Regions from separate parts of the Rattus norvegicus genome. Here region 1 is linked to region 2. The links are chromatin contacts, called in public Hi-C maps. All regions are on one chromosome and are shown on one strand. The core of a region is the stretch at or near the end of the contact, and the rest is flanking DNA. Distances in the headings are between cores, read along the strand shown.

What was found. Hi-C and Micro-C count contacts between places; a contact is called where the count stands out from the background.
Region 1: a Hi-C map of Schwann cells shows a contact between it and region 2, with 9 times the contacts expected there. The contact joins two enhancer-like sites. A contact is called at or near these places in 4 of 12 Hi-C or Micro-C datasets (the A7r5 cell line, Schwann cells, kidney and 1 more).

What each region holds. Positions count from the first base shown.
Region 1 is chr5:137,369,170-137,375,318 of GRCr8, reverse strand. All of the region lies in intron 19 of Cfap57 (cilia and flagella associated protein 57), which reads left to right. Among named protein-coding and RNA genes, the nearest start is that of Tmem125, 24 kb to the right of the region's middle. Within about 2 kb of position 2,473, at least 14 of the 93 cell types and tissues checked have an H3K27ac peak or open chromatin away from gene starts, as enhancers often do. A contact at or near this core is called in Schwann cells, where this site is marked.
Region 2 is chr5:137,111,134-137,117,888 of GRCr8, reverse strand. No RefSeq gene overlaps it. Among named protein-coding and RNA genes, the nearest start is that of Ptprf, 19 kb to the right of the region's middle. Within about 2 kb of position 4,313, at least 7 of the 93 cell types and tissues checked have an H3K27ac peak or open chromatin away from gene starts, as enhancers often do. A contact at or near this core is called in Schwann cells, where this site is marked.

The sequences.
Region 1 (6,149 bases), core at 1,224-3,723, 260 kb before region 2:
GCACAGCTGGTCTCTTTCCCATTTTAAAACCAGCACCCCTTCCCACTATCCATTCAGATCACTTCTATTCTAGACCATAAAAATATTCAGAGACCGGGAAAGAGGAGCAGATGTGACTGGTCGGTCCCTTGGTACCAGCAACCACACACAGCCCTGCTAAGAGCCAGGGCTATCTAAAACATGGGCTTCAAGCACAGGAAGCTAGGCCAGGGTGACAGCAGTATTTGTCACCTTGTCTCACTGCCAAGTGGAGGACCTCAGCACATAAGCCTGAGGACTTCTGGGGGCTGGTCCCTCTCTCCACAACAAGTAGAAGTCCAAAGCAAAAGTCAGTTCCAGGAAAGAAGGAAGAGAAGACCGGAGGTTTGCTGCAAAGTGCAGATACCTGCATGAGGGTACTAGGGCAGACGCCATATTTCTTTCCCTCCCCCATTTCCTGGAGAATGCTGGGTAGGAGGGGGCAGAAGAACAGATTCAACCAATGCTCCTGTGAGGTAGATCGCAGAAAGTCTTCTGTCTTAAACAGTATTAAAACCTGTGTGTTAGTAGGACGTGGTGATGTACACCTTTAAACCCAGCACCCTGGAGGCAGAAGCAGGTGGATCTCTAGATTTGAGGCCAGCGTGTTCTACAGAACTAGTCCAAAAGGCAAAGAAACTGCCTTGAAAAGAAAGGAAGAGAGGAAGGAAAGGAGGGAGAGAAGGAGGGAGGAAAGGAAGGAGGAAGGAAACCTGTGTGCTGTGACTTCTGTGGATCTAGAAAAGTGACCCAGACACCATCTGAAAACAAGAAGGGAACCTGGGGGTACGGCTCTGGGTCCCACCAGCACCATCCCACGTGCACACAAAGACTTCTTACTGATTACATCAGGGGCTCTAGGTAAGACTGGCTTGCAAAAAGTTCCCAAGGGCTAGATTGAATCCAGGAATTCTGCGCACATCAGGTAAACATTCTATCACTGAGCCACATGGCCAGCTCAGAAGACACTTTAAAAAGAATGTTCTCTTTTAAAGAACTACTGTTCCAGGTGCCAAGACTGTTTTCTTTGATCTTGAGGTTAGGCAAGAGGGCCAGGCCAGAGTCACAGGAGGCTGCGTGGTCTATGCATGCAAAGCCCATCTAGGGGCTGTATTCTCACCCAGGATGTGGGAAGTGAGCAGACACAGTGTCCGTGCAGACCAAGGCAACAGCACTTTGCCGCTCTTTGGCCAGGAGACTGGGGGCCTCCAGAAACTGCTCTGTTTATCTGTAATATGGGACAAATGACACCAGCCCCAGGGACTGGTACAATGCTTGGCCAAGACAAACAGCAGCCACTGTCCTGGTACAGAATTGGGGCTCAAAAACTGCCATTTCTCTTCCTTTACCCCAGCAAAGGAATCAGTCGAGAGCTACTGTGGAAATAAATGGGTCTAAAAGTCCATCATTCATGGCCAGGGAGGCCTGTGGCCTGGGGTGGGAAAGAGGAACGCTACTGACTCCAGATGCACACACCCAGGTCCTCAACACTTTATCCCATATGGGCTAAGGAAAGCCAGGGCAGGCTTGGCGGCTGAGCAACTCACTGGAAAACAACTGAGGAAAAAGAATGAGGCCACCATCTCATTTGTATATCCAGATAGGAGCTCAGGGCCTCTCCACACCATTCCCCAGCTTATACAAATATGGAAATCCAAGTCGCTGTGCAATCCAAACACCTAGAATACACACTTTATTCCTTCCCTACACATTTTCCACGGTCTTTTTACACAACAAGCTGTGTCTCCGCCACAGAGGATTCCAAGATCGATACAAAGTATCGCCACCCTCAGAGAACTCCTGAGGGACGCCCACCATTATGTCTATCCAGTGGTGTGGGCCCGAGGAGGGAAACATGCTCCTAGAAGTCTTAAAGGAGTGAGGGTCATTGGAGTCTGGCCCCAGGGTGGCTAGAGGGTAGCTGAGGGCCAGCTGGGAGAAGAGCCCTGCTTCTAGGCAGAGGCAAAAGCTTGATAAAAAGCGTAGAATGTGGGGGGCTCCTGAACCCACAGACCTCAGTTTACTGCAGAGCATCTGAGGCAGCAAGAGCTGGCTGGAGCAGCCTTGGGTCGCGGTTCATCCTGAGTGTAGAGCAGAGTGCTTCTCGGGCACAGCTGTCACTGTCTCATAAAGATGGACCCCATTAGCAGAGAATTCAGTCTGGTGAGCAAAGAAGCAGGTGAGACAGGAAAACCTGTCAGGTTAGGGGTAAATAAAAGATCTTGGAGAGAGGAATGTGACAACGCCAAAGGCATATCAGAGTAGAAACGACGAATTGAGATGCCATGTCAGGCACGGGAGTGTGGTGGGAAAAGGAAGCAAGATAACCAGCAGGCTTTTCCGTACAGGTAGATGATCCTGCTAACAGATGTGAGGCTCCCTAGATCACAACCCTCATCCTTGGCCAGATCAGGTTCTTAAAGGCTTTGACTCAGAGAAACCAGTAGGGGGAGCTATGGGCATTCCCTTCCCTTTCCTTCCCTTCCCTGACATCACTATCAGAAAGTTCAGCCAAGACTTCACTTCTCTGTTCCAAAGGCCTAAGGCGGCCCTGGTTGGTTACCTTGTTTCAAAGCCTCCGCATGAACACCTCAGTGTCTGCAGACTGCTCTGGGATTTTCCAAACTTGAAAGTTGTTGAGCTCACTATCTTTTTTTTTTTATTTATTTAATTTACAAAGTCACACGCAGTTGACATCACTCTGACCTTTGGGTTCCTCAGAACCTAGGCTCCCCTAGAAAACATTTTTAGGGAACTCATTGTGTCTTTGTGGGCGTATCTTTGGCCATCCTTCTGTCTGAACCACTGGAATAAGACTGACGTAAAGAGGAGAGTAGACAAGTAGGAACAAGGCACCAGTCTGGAGGCGGACACAGCCATACTCAAACTCCCATTAGTCACTTTCTCAACGTCCTCACAGCCACAGGAATCTGAGAAACTTTCCCCATGAGGCTGCTGAAGGAGGTGATGCGCGCACACCGAGCGTGTGGAGGCTGCCGAGCCTCTCGGTTATTCTTAGCGTCATTTTTATCAGCACAGCAGTGGTGCCTTCCTTTCAGTTTGCTCCCTCGGGACTCCTGGCTGAGATAGCCTTCTCCACCCTCCGTCGTCGTCGTCTCTGCCTCTCACTGGGTTAGGTTCTGCTTCTGACTCAAATGACACCAGAGACTACAGCCAAGACAGACTTCCATCTTTAGCGTCAGCTCACAGATAACTATCAGGAACGGAGGCATTGGAGGTAAAGGGCCAATGAAGGAGCAAGAGCAGGTGCAGGGTTCTGGGCTCCATTTGATTTCTGGCCTCAGTTTCACTCCATTAAGATGGCGTCCCATGGAACTGGAGAGACGGTTCTGTGGCTTACAGGATTTGCTGCTCTTCCAAAGGACTCAGGTTCAATTCCCAGCACCCACAGCTCACGACTATCTGTAAGTCTAGTTCCGGGGGATCCAATGTCCTGTTCCTGCTTCCTCGGGCACCAAGCATGCCCATGATACACAGATGTATTCAGGCAAAACACCCATACACATAAAATAAAATAATAAGGGGGAATAAAGAGGGGCTCATCATGGAGGTGTCAAAAAACTGGCAGTGGGGTCAAAGACAGGGACTCACACCACAGGGTACCAGGAGCCTGAAATCTCAGTCACAGGGTCGTGGGCTGCCGAGGGGTAGGGAGAACCTAGGACTCTGCCCGGAGTCATTCCACTAGAGGAAAGGGGCTGCCAGACAGCCGAAACACAAAACTGATGGGACTCAGTGACACAATGGTTGGATGTGCCTAGGAGAGGAACCTGAGAGGACTAGACAGGGCACCCATAGCCTCTAGTCTCTGTCCCAGTGTTCTACTTTTATTGAATGAGGCAAAAGTGAAGCTAAACAAAGCCAGCTAAGAGAGGTTAAAAAAAAAGCGCCCCCACCCCCAGCAAGCCCCCAGGCCCGTAAGTATGCCCAGTTCTTTGTGGCTCTCAAAAGACCCTCTCCTCGGTCTCTGTGCCCACCACGTTCTTCACCTGCTTATCCAGCCCACAAATATTTACTGAGCACCTCCCATGCAGCGCGATGCCCTAGGTCTTAGTGTCCAATTAAAGAACTGTATTGAAGCAGTCGCACTATGGTATAAAGCCGGCCTGGAAAAGACCCAGGGGAGGCGGGCAGGGAATTTTACTACAGCACCTGGAAAGGAAGATGAATGACTGTCATCAGGGCCTAAAAAAGTAAGGCATTAGATGGAGAAAACCCTCCAGCTCAGAAAAACAGGCATGGGGCCTGGCCTGGAGAATGGGGACTGGCAGGGAACTGCTTCCAACATGGAGGGGATCTTTAAAGTGTGCAGTGTTGAGATGTAGTGGCCTGCTGAAACTCTAAAGGTCTAGGTCTGCGCTTAAACTGAGAGTCTCTGAGGAGGGGGTCTCTGGGTTCTCTCTAGCAGGCCCTGCTCTCTCCAGGGCTCCCCAGGTGCTTCCTCACAGCTGAGGACTTGTCCTCCAAGCTCTGGCCCGACACCCCCACCCAGCAGTGCCCCCATGTGGTCCTAAACCGCACCGTCCAATAGACAGAGCATGGAGACAGGCACTGCCACTTAGGAAAACAGAGACTTGGGCTGGGGAAATGGCTCAGTAGGTGAAGCACTTGTTGCACAAGTGTGAAGACGCCCTGCTCCCACATACACAGCTGCCGTGACTGTGTGTGCCTGCAACCTCAGTGCTGTGGGCAGAAGAGGTGGGAGAGCTGTAGGCAGAGAGCTCTAGGCCCAGTGAGAGACTGTGTCTCAGCAGGACACCTGATGTCCCCCTCTAGCCACCATGCCCACATAGACGTGCACATGCACATCTAATACATTCTCTCTCTCTCTCTCTCTCTCTCTCTCTCTCTCTCTCTCTCTCTCTCTCTGTCTGTCTCTCATACAAAGAAGAAATAGTTTCGGAACTTGCACCAGAACCACTGATTCAGCAGCTCCATTTAACTATGCTGAGTTGATTTAGTTGCGGACATGTATAAAACAGGCTGAACCCTGAGGCTATGGGCCCTGAGAACAAAGTGGCCAATTGCTCCATACCTACAGGGACAGGGACTCCTCCCTGGCGATATCTGAGGAGGACCCTCGTGCTAAGTGTGAAGTGGAAGGCAGAGATTTGAGGTGCAGGAAAATAGAAAAAAAAAAAAAAGAAAGAAACTCACCCCATATTGGCCATGTCCTACTTGTGTCCCCGTGTCCTGCTGTTCCATGACCCAGGACGTTCTTGTCTCTCTTCTTTGCTAAGTCCTTTAAGCCTCAGCCCTGGGGTCAACTCCTAAGAGTCCATCTGTCCTTCAGACAAGATTGTCTTTCTGTGTGCCTGTGTCCTCCACATCAGCAAGCCAGAGCAGCACAAATGTGTTCCTACCCCAACTGAACTGTAAAGTCCCCAAGAGCAGGGACCATATCTCACTTTATTATATCCTGACTGCAGTTTCCCCTCCTTCCTCGACCCCCAGATCCACTCCTCCTCCATTTCCTTTCAGAAAAGAACAGGCCCCCCAGGGATACCCATCAAACACGGCCTTACAAGTTACAATAAGACTAGGCATAAACCCTCAAGGCTGGACAAGGCAACCCAGGAGGAGCAGGCAAAGGAGTCAGAGACAGCCCCACTCCCTTTGTCTACCTTTCTAAACACCCCAGGACCCAAAAGCAAGGTGGGGAAGAGAGGGTTTATTTGACTTACATTCCACATCATTGTTCATCATCGAAGGAAGTCGGGACAGAAACCCAAACAGGGAAGGAACCTGGAGACAGGAGCTGGTGCAGAGACCATGGAGGGATGCTGCTTACTGGCTTGCTCCTCATGACTTGCTCAGCCTGCTTTCTTACAGACTCAAGACCACCTATCCAGGGATGGCACAAACCCTACAACCAGATCTTATGGAGGCATTTTCTCAACTGAGGTTCTGTCCTTTCAGAGGACTCTAGACTGTGTCAAGTTGACACAAAACCAGCCAGCACAGGTACCTAGTAAAGACTTATAAGTAGATAGATATCAGGCAATCGTAAGTAGGTAAATCTCCAGCGGATTTAGCCTCTCCAGGGGCCACCGTGCGTATGCAAGTTAAAGCCTATCCAGAGTCTCCAGGAAAGCAGCACTGTGGATGTT
Region 2 (6,755 bases), core at 3,064-5,563:
ATTGAACCCATGTCCTCTGGAAGAGCAGCCGGTCCTCTAACCACCCAGCCATCCATCTCCCAGCCTGGCTTAGGCTATTTATACCATGGTGAACGAGTTCCTGACCTTGCAGCTCAAGCAGGACAGCAGACTGGATCTTCTTCAGTGATGAGCGCACTAAGAAGATATGGCTTGTCTAACTTTTGAACTTTTTAAAAAGTCCCCACCCTCGGTAGCGTGCGCGACACTATTTTCTAGTCTTCCTTCTGAGTGGCTTGGACTTTTCACAAGTGCCATGTGAAGCAGCAAAGATAACATCCGAATTATACGTTGCTCCTGTTTTATATAAATTAAGTCCATAAGTACTTAAAAGAAAGAGTTCTACTTCCCTGTTTAGGTTAGCTAAAACTCACCTATACTGGAGAGAGGTAACCTATATGAGCTTTCTCTGTGAGTGGGGTATAGACGTGTGCCACTTCACACATCCGGAGGTCAGAGGTCACCTTTGGGGAATCCGTTCTCTTGTACTCAGGTCAACAGATTAACATGGCAAGTGCTTTTACTGTCTCAGCCGCCCCTATATGAAATTTAAAGTATAATTTATAATGAACATACTCAAATCATGAGTCAAACCTTTTTGGCAGGGATCACCTCTCTTGAAGTCAGTCAGCACCTGGATTCTGATGTCCGATCCCCCTTCCCTGAGCCCTGGCAGCTCCCTCCTGCCCTTCCACATCACCTTTACCCTCCTCAAGACCCTCACCGGAGCCCGCATTTTGACCCAGCTCATTTGTTGGCTTACTTGTTTGAGGTGGGGTCTCAGTATGTAACCAGTTGGCTTCAAACTCATGATCATCTTGCCCCGTTTCCGAGGGCTGAAATTACAGATGCTGCCACCGGGCCAGTGTACCTAAAGCCCTTCTGAAAAAAAGAGGGAGGGAGGGAGGGGATATATATATATATATATATATATATATATATATATATATATATAGAGAGAGAGAGAGAGAGAGACTCTGAAACTCTATAAATCTTGGTTGAATGAAGGGATTGTGTGAGTCAGATGGCAGGAGCCTGAAGTGAGCAGGGCTTTTCCTTGAGGCTGCAGGAATAATGATCGGGGAGTGGCTTTTAGAGCGGGAAGGCACTGCCCAGCCTCTGCTCCGTGATTGTGGAATGGCAGCCTCCGCTGGGAAGGCTGCTGCTTCCTTGGTTAGACAGGAACTGGAGGGAAGCTTGTCTGAAGGGGTCTGAGAGTTTAAAGCACAAGGAAGGAAAAGTAGGGTTAGACAAGGGTAGGGCATGTGCCAAAGGAGGCCGTTGGGGGGGTGAAAGCTGGGCTTTCCTTGGAGAGTAGTCAGGGTTATCCAGTAGAGGAGACCTGGCAAAATGAGCTTGTAAAATGCTTCTCCAAGCCGATGCTATTAGAAGCTTGATTATGCTAATTCTAAAACCATCAAATAGCTTCTAAGCTCTAGAACCTAGGGTGTGCTCTGATTAAGTGCTTTACAAACACGATTTTGTGTCCTGCTTCCAATTCTGCTGTTTTATCCCCTTTCACAAAGAGGAAAGTAAAGCATTAGCGAGGGGAAGTGATCTGTGCTGTGGGTGTTACTCAGACCTCGGTCAGCAGCTCTTTAAATGTCAGGCTCCCTCAGCCAGCTGCTCGGTGCCCGGTGCCCGCTGCGTCTTGGGGGTGGAGGGTAGGATGGCAGTGGATGGGGAGTCCCTGAGAACTTGAGCATCCAGCATAAAGTTACTGTGCAGCTTCAAGGGGCCCCTCTTGGCTTCTGAACCCCTTCACCTGTGTCGCCTGGAACTCTCAGGTCCCACCCCACTTTCCACAAAAGGCCAGGCTCCCCAGTGAATAGAAACCTTCAGGGTAGTGCTTGTTGTCCCATGGGGAAGCTGACCCTGTATGTCCTCCTGGGCATGGGTGTGGTCCCCTGTGCACATCTCTGGGATTCCCGCCTCCTGAGAATCTCTGGCCTCTCTCTGCTGCATGCACTTATTCCTCTAGTTCATTCTTTCAAACACAGAACAAAATGAGTGTCAGTGTCGCTTGGTTGCTCCAGTGCAGACAGGAGAAGGCAGGAGGACTCATTCAGAGCTGGGCTTTTGCTATCCGGACATGATGAGAAAAAGGCGGGAGGCAAAGGAGCTTGGAAGACTGACAAGAGTGTCATGAAGCGTTAGGGTTTGGGACATAAGTTGGCCATGGAGGAGAAGGAAGGAAGGAAGGGAGGAAGGGAGGAAGGAAGGAAGGAAGGGAGGAAGGAAGGGAGGAAGGAAGGAGAGAGGTACTGCATCAGTGGGGATGGTGGGTGGGGGTGGTCACTAGCAGAGGAGCCTGATGTGACAGTGAGGTGCAGAAGGGACGAGGACAAGGACCAGTGTGTGCACTAAGAAGAGGGGGTTTGCAGCTCAGATGATGGAGTGCTCAGACAGGATGAATGAAACTTGGAGTCTGAGCTCCCAAACCACATACACTGCTCCTTGTGGCACTGGTCTGTAACCCTAGCACTCTGGAGGTAGGAGCAGAAGGATCCGAAGTTGCAGGTTATCCTCAGCTGTACAGAGAGTTTGTGGGCAACATGAAACCCAGGAAAAGTCGGAAAGATGAAGGGGGGAGACAGAGATGAGGAGAGGGAGAAGGGGAGGGGGGACAAGGAGGGAGAGGGGGAGGGGAGGGAGAGAGGCAGAGATCGATTCACACTTCTTATAAGAGATGGACGTTGCGACAGCAAGGACAAAGAACTGTGTAGCGGGCATAGATGTAACTCAACGTGGAGCACGAAGCAGCCAAAGGTGCTGGGAAGTCCACCAGGTCAGACACAACATGGAGGCACAGCCGATGGATATCATTACAGGGACTGGGGAACCCATATAATGCCAGATGCCACACTGGTGAGATGAGAGGCGGAGGCAGGAGAATCCCCAAAAGTTTATAACACAGCTAATGAGGCAAAGTGGTGAACAACAAGAGACGCTGTCACCAACAAAGCAAGGACAGACACTCGAGGTTGCCCTCTGGTTTCCACACACTCATCTGCATTCCCAGCCACATATACAATATACACACACAGAGACACAGACACAGACACACACACACACACATACCACACACACACACACAGATACACACACACACATACCACATACACACATACAATACACACACACAGAGACACAGACACAGACACAGACACACACCACACACACAGATACACACAGACACAGACACACAGACACACACACACACACATACACACACACAGACACACACACACAGATACACACAGACACAGACACATGGACACACACATACACACACACACAGATACACACAGACAGACACACACACATACCACACACACAGATACACACATACAATACACACACACAGACACACACATACACACACAGACACCATACACACACACATACACACACATATACATACACACACACAGACACACAGACACACAGACACATACCATACACACACACACAGACACACACACACAGACACAGACACAGACACACACACAGACACACACAGACATACATACACACATAAACACACACACACAGATACACACACACACATACCACATACACACATACAATACACACACACAGAGACACAGACACAGACACACACCACACACACAGATACACACAGACACAGACACACAGACACACACATACACACACACAGATACACACAGACACAGACACACACACACATACCACACACACAGATACACACATACAATACACACACAGACACACACGCACACACACACACAGACACACAGACACATACCATACACACACACACATACACACACATACACATACACACAGACACACAGACACATACCATACACACACACACAGACACACACACACACAGACACAGACACAGACACACACACACACACACACACACACACACTATCCACACAGAATGTGATTCAGAAGAGGAAGTTAGTGATCATCCAAACCTGATCTGCAGTGGACCCAGAAGTGAGCAAGAGTTGGGAGAGTGAAGGTGGTTGCTGGGGAGATGGAAGGAATGCTTCAGTCTCTTCCCGTGGAGGGGGTGTGGGCCTGAGGGAGGGAACTTTTACTCAGGGCAGGAGAGCCTTGAGCACGACAGAGAACAGGACGCAGCAAAGAGGAAGCCTTGAAGGAACCAGAGCATCTGCGGGACAGCAACCTCCAGTCCCTTAGAAACTGTGGGGATGGGCAGGAAAGAGCAGGTGTGGGTGGCTTCACTTGGTGATAAGGACATTAGGGAGTCCTGCTAGGGTGAGGTCATCAGCAGCTTGTTCCATTGAGAAATTAGCTCCCGTGTCATGCCCCACCACAGTGACTCACTGGCAAGGAAGCAAAGACATTAGCCAGGCTTTTGTGTTCTAGAAGCTCGGCCTTTCTCTCCCATCTGTACCGAGGAAGGAAAACTGGCCGTCTGATAGTTGTGCCTTCTGAGATCTTCCTGACATTGGAGGCATGCAGGAGGGTAGGTAAACCGCATTGTCTACCACAGCCACCCTGAAAGCGACTGTGGGTGGATGAAAAACAAAACAAGACAAAAACCCAAAACACCAAGGACTAAAGGCTGCAACTTTGGGAAGGGTCTATAAAAGGAACTGCCTGTGATGAAGGGGGCCTGGGACCGGGAAAGGGGGGCCTTGGAGAGGGGGCAGTGCATAGTGGAGACCCCATTACAGTGATGGTCAGTGTTTGTGTATTTGTTTAAATCTCTCCCTGTCAGGCTCGGGAGCGCAGATGGACCAACTTTGGGGCTGTGCAAAGCCCCAGAATTCTTGCACTTTCGGCAAGGAGAGGGTAAAGGCAGCCACGAGAGATAACAGAATTCCTGCTGATCTGGCGGGGTGGGGACTCAGGCTGAAATGTAATTTGATTTCAACCAACTAAGCGATGTACTGACGTCATGAATTTGAGGGGCATCCAGTGGGCCCCGGGTCTGGACAAAGGGTGAGTAGTGAGTGGGAACCGACATCTGGTGCTCGCCTCACGCTGCACCCTGGGGCTGGAACACAGCAGACACAGAGCTACCAGGAGACGTCACTTGGCCTTCACATATGAGCACAAGGACATGCCTCCCAGCCAGGCCTAGGAGCAGGGCAGTGGGGGCAGGTCCACATGGACCCCGAGCTCAGAGTTTGTCAATCTGGTCTGAGACTTGGCTTTGTTTCCTAACGTGCGATCTAGTCCCAGCCCCCTGAGATTTTTCTCTCTCACCACATGGCCCCAGGCCCAAAGCCTCTGCTTTCATTCTCTTGAGTTTGTGTGCAGCCAGGTGCTACACATCCTGAGATCAGAACATGGTGGTTCCAGGGTTCTTCTGCCCACCTTCACATATACTACACTAAACAGGGACCAAAAGGTGGGTGAGGAATGGGACCGGTAGCAATAGTTTGAGAGACTGAGATGCCCGTGGTGGCTGCAGTATGTATCTCTGAATGAGTCTGCTGCCTTCAGCCATGGGGTAGCGGAAGGACGGGGCTCCTGCCCTTCTACCTGTGAGTGTCACAGTCACTAAACTGGGTAGAGAGAGGTCCAGGGCCACCAAGTAGACCTCACACTTACTGACATTCAGGGTGGTAAGCCGAAAAGACAGATGAGCTCCTCTTTCCATAGACGCCAGACCCACTGAAGACTGAGGTGTGACTGTCTGAGCCCTGGTGAGGAAAACTTTCTTCACATGGTCACTCACATCTGGTGGCTCCTTGTGAACAGAAGGGGAAAAGCGACCTTTACTGCTTTAATAAATATATACCAGGCACTCGCTGAGTGTCGGCGCCCTTGCTCACCACTGGAATAAGGCAATGGAGGAAGCAGATACATCTCGCCTGTCCTTACAGTCTTAGATGAGGGAAACATGTAGATGGAGATGGTGATGACTTAGGTGGGGTAACTCACTAACCCAGCCCAAGGCTTAGTGTGGCTTCCTGGAAGAAGCCAATGTCCTTAGCAAATATGACAACTTTCTCCAGGTCCAGTAAGTCCTGGAGAGGCGGGGGGCTATAACTATGCACAAGAGCGAGTTTGGCTTTGGTTGGGTTAATGTGAAGGTCAGAATTAATCAGCCTGTCCTCATTCTGTCTGTCTGTCTCTCTCACAAAGTTTACAGGACCGATGACCACCTGGGAAGGAGATCTGTATTGTTCCTGGACCAGGGACTGAGTTCATTGCCTGAGATGGATGGGGGTAGACCTGAGATGGGAATTCTATTTTTCTGAGGGACAACTGAGAAGCACTATAGAGAAGGTGCTTGGTGCAAGGACGTGGAGCTCACAAGAGGGCCATGGAAAGAGGCAGGAGAAGGGGGAGAGTTAGTACTGAGGCCTGGAAATGCAGAGACGCGGCAAAGTAATTGGAAAAGCAGTGGTCATGAAGGGCAGTGTAGGCCAGGAAAGCCAAGGAAAAGAGCTGTTTCCAGAAGTCAGCGAAAAGGAGGTCGAAAATTATATGTTTTTAAATTGGGGAACTAAACAGTCAGAGTTCTGAAAAACAGACAGAATATATTTAAAGATGCATAAAAATTGCAGCAGCTCTCCCACAGCACAACAAAATTACCCGTGGGTGAAAAACCGCTGCCTGAGGAGTATTCGTTTTTTGATCTATTTGTCATCTGGGCTGAATTGATTCTCGGAAGCCAGTCCCATCGCCTTTTGGTGCACCAGGGGGCGCACTCGCACTGCTTGTGAATACAGCGCCAAGACAAAAGCTGGCTGTGATTT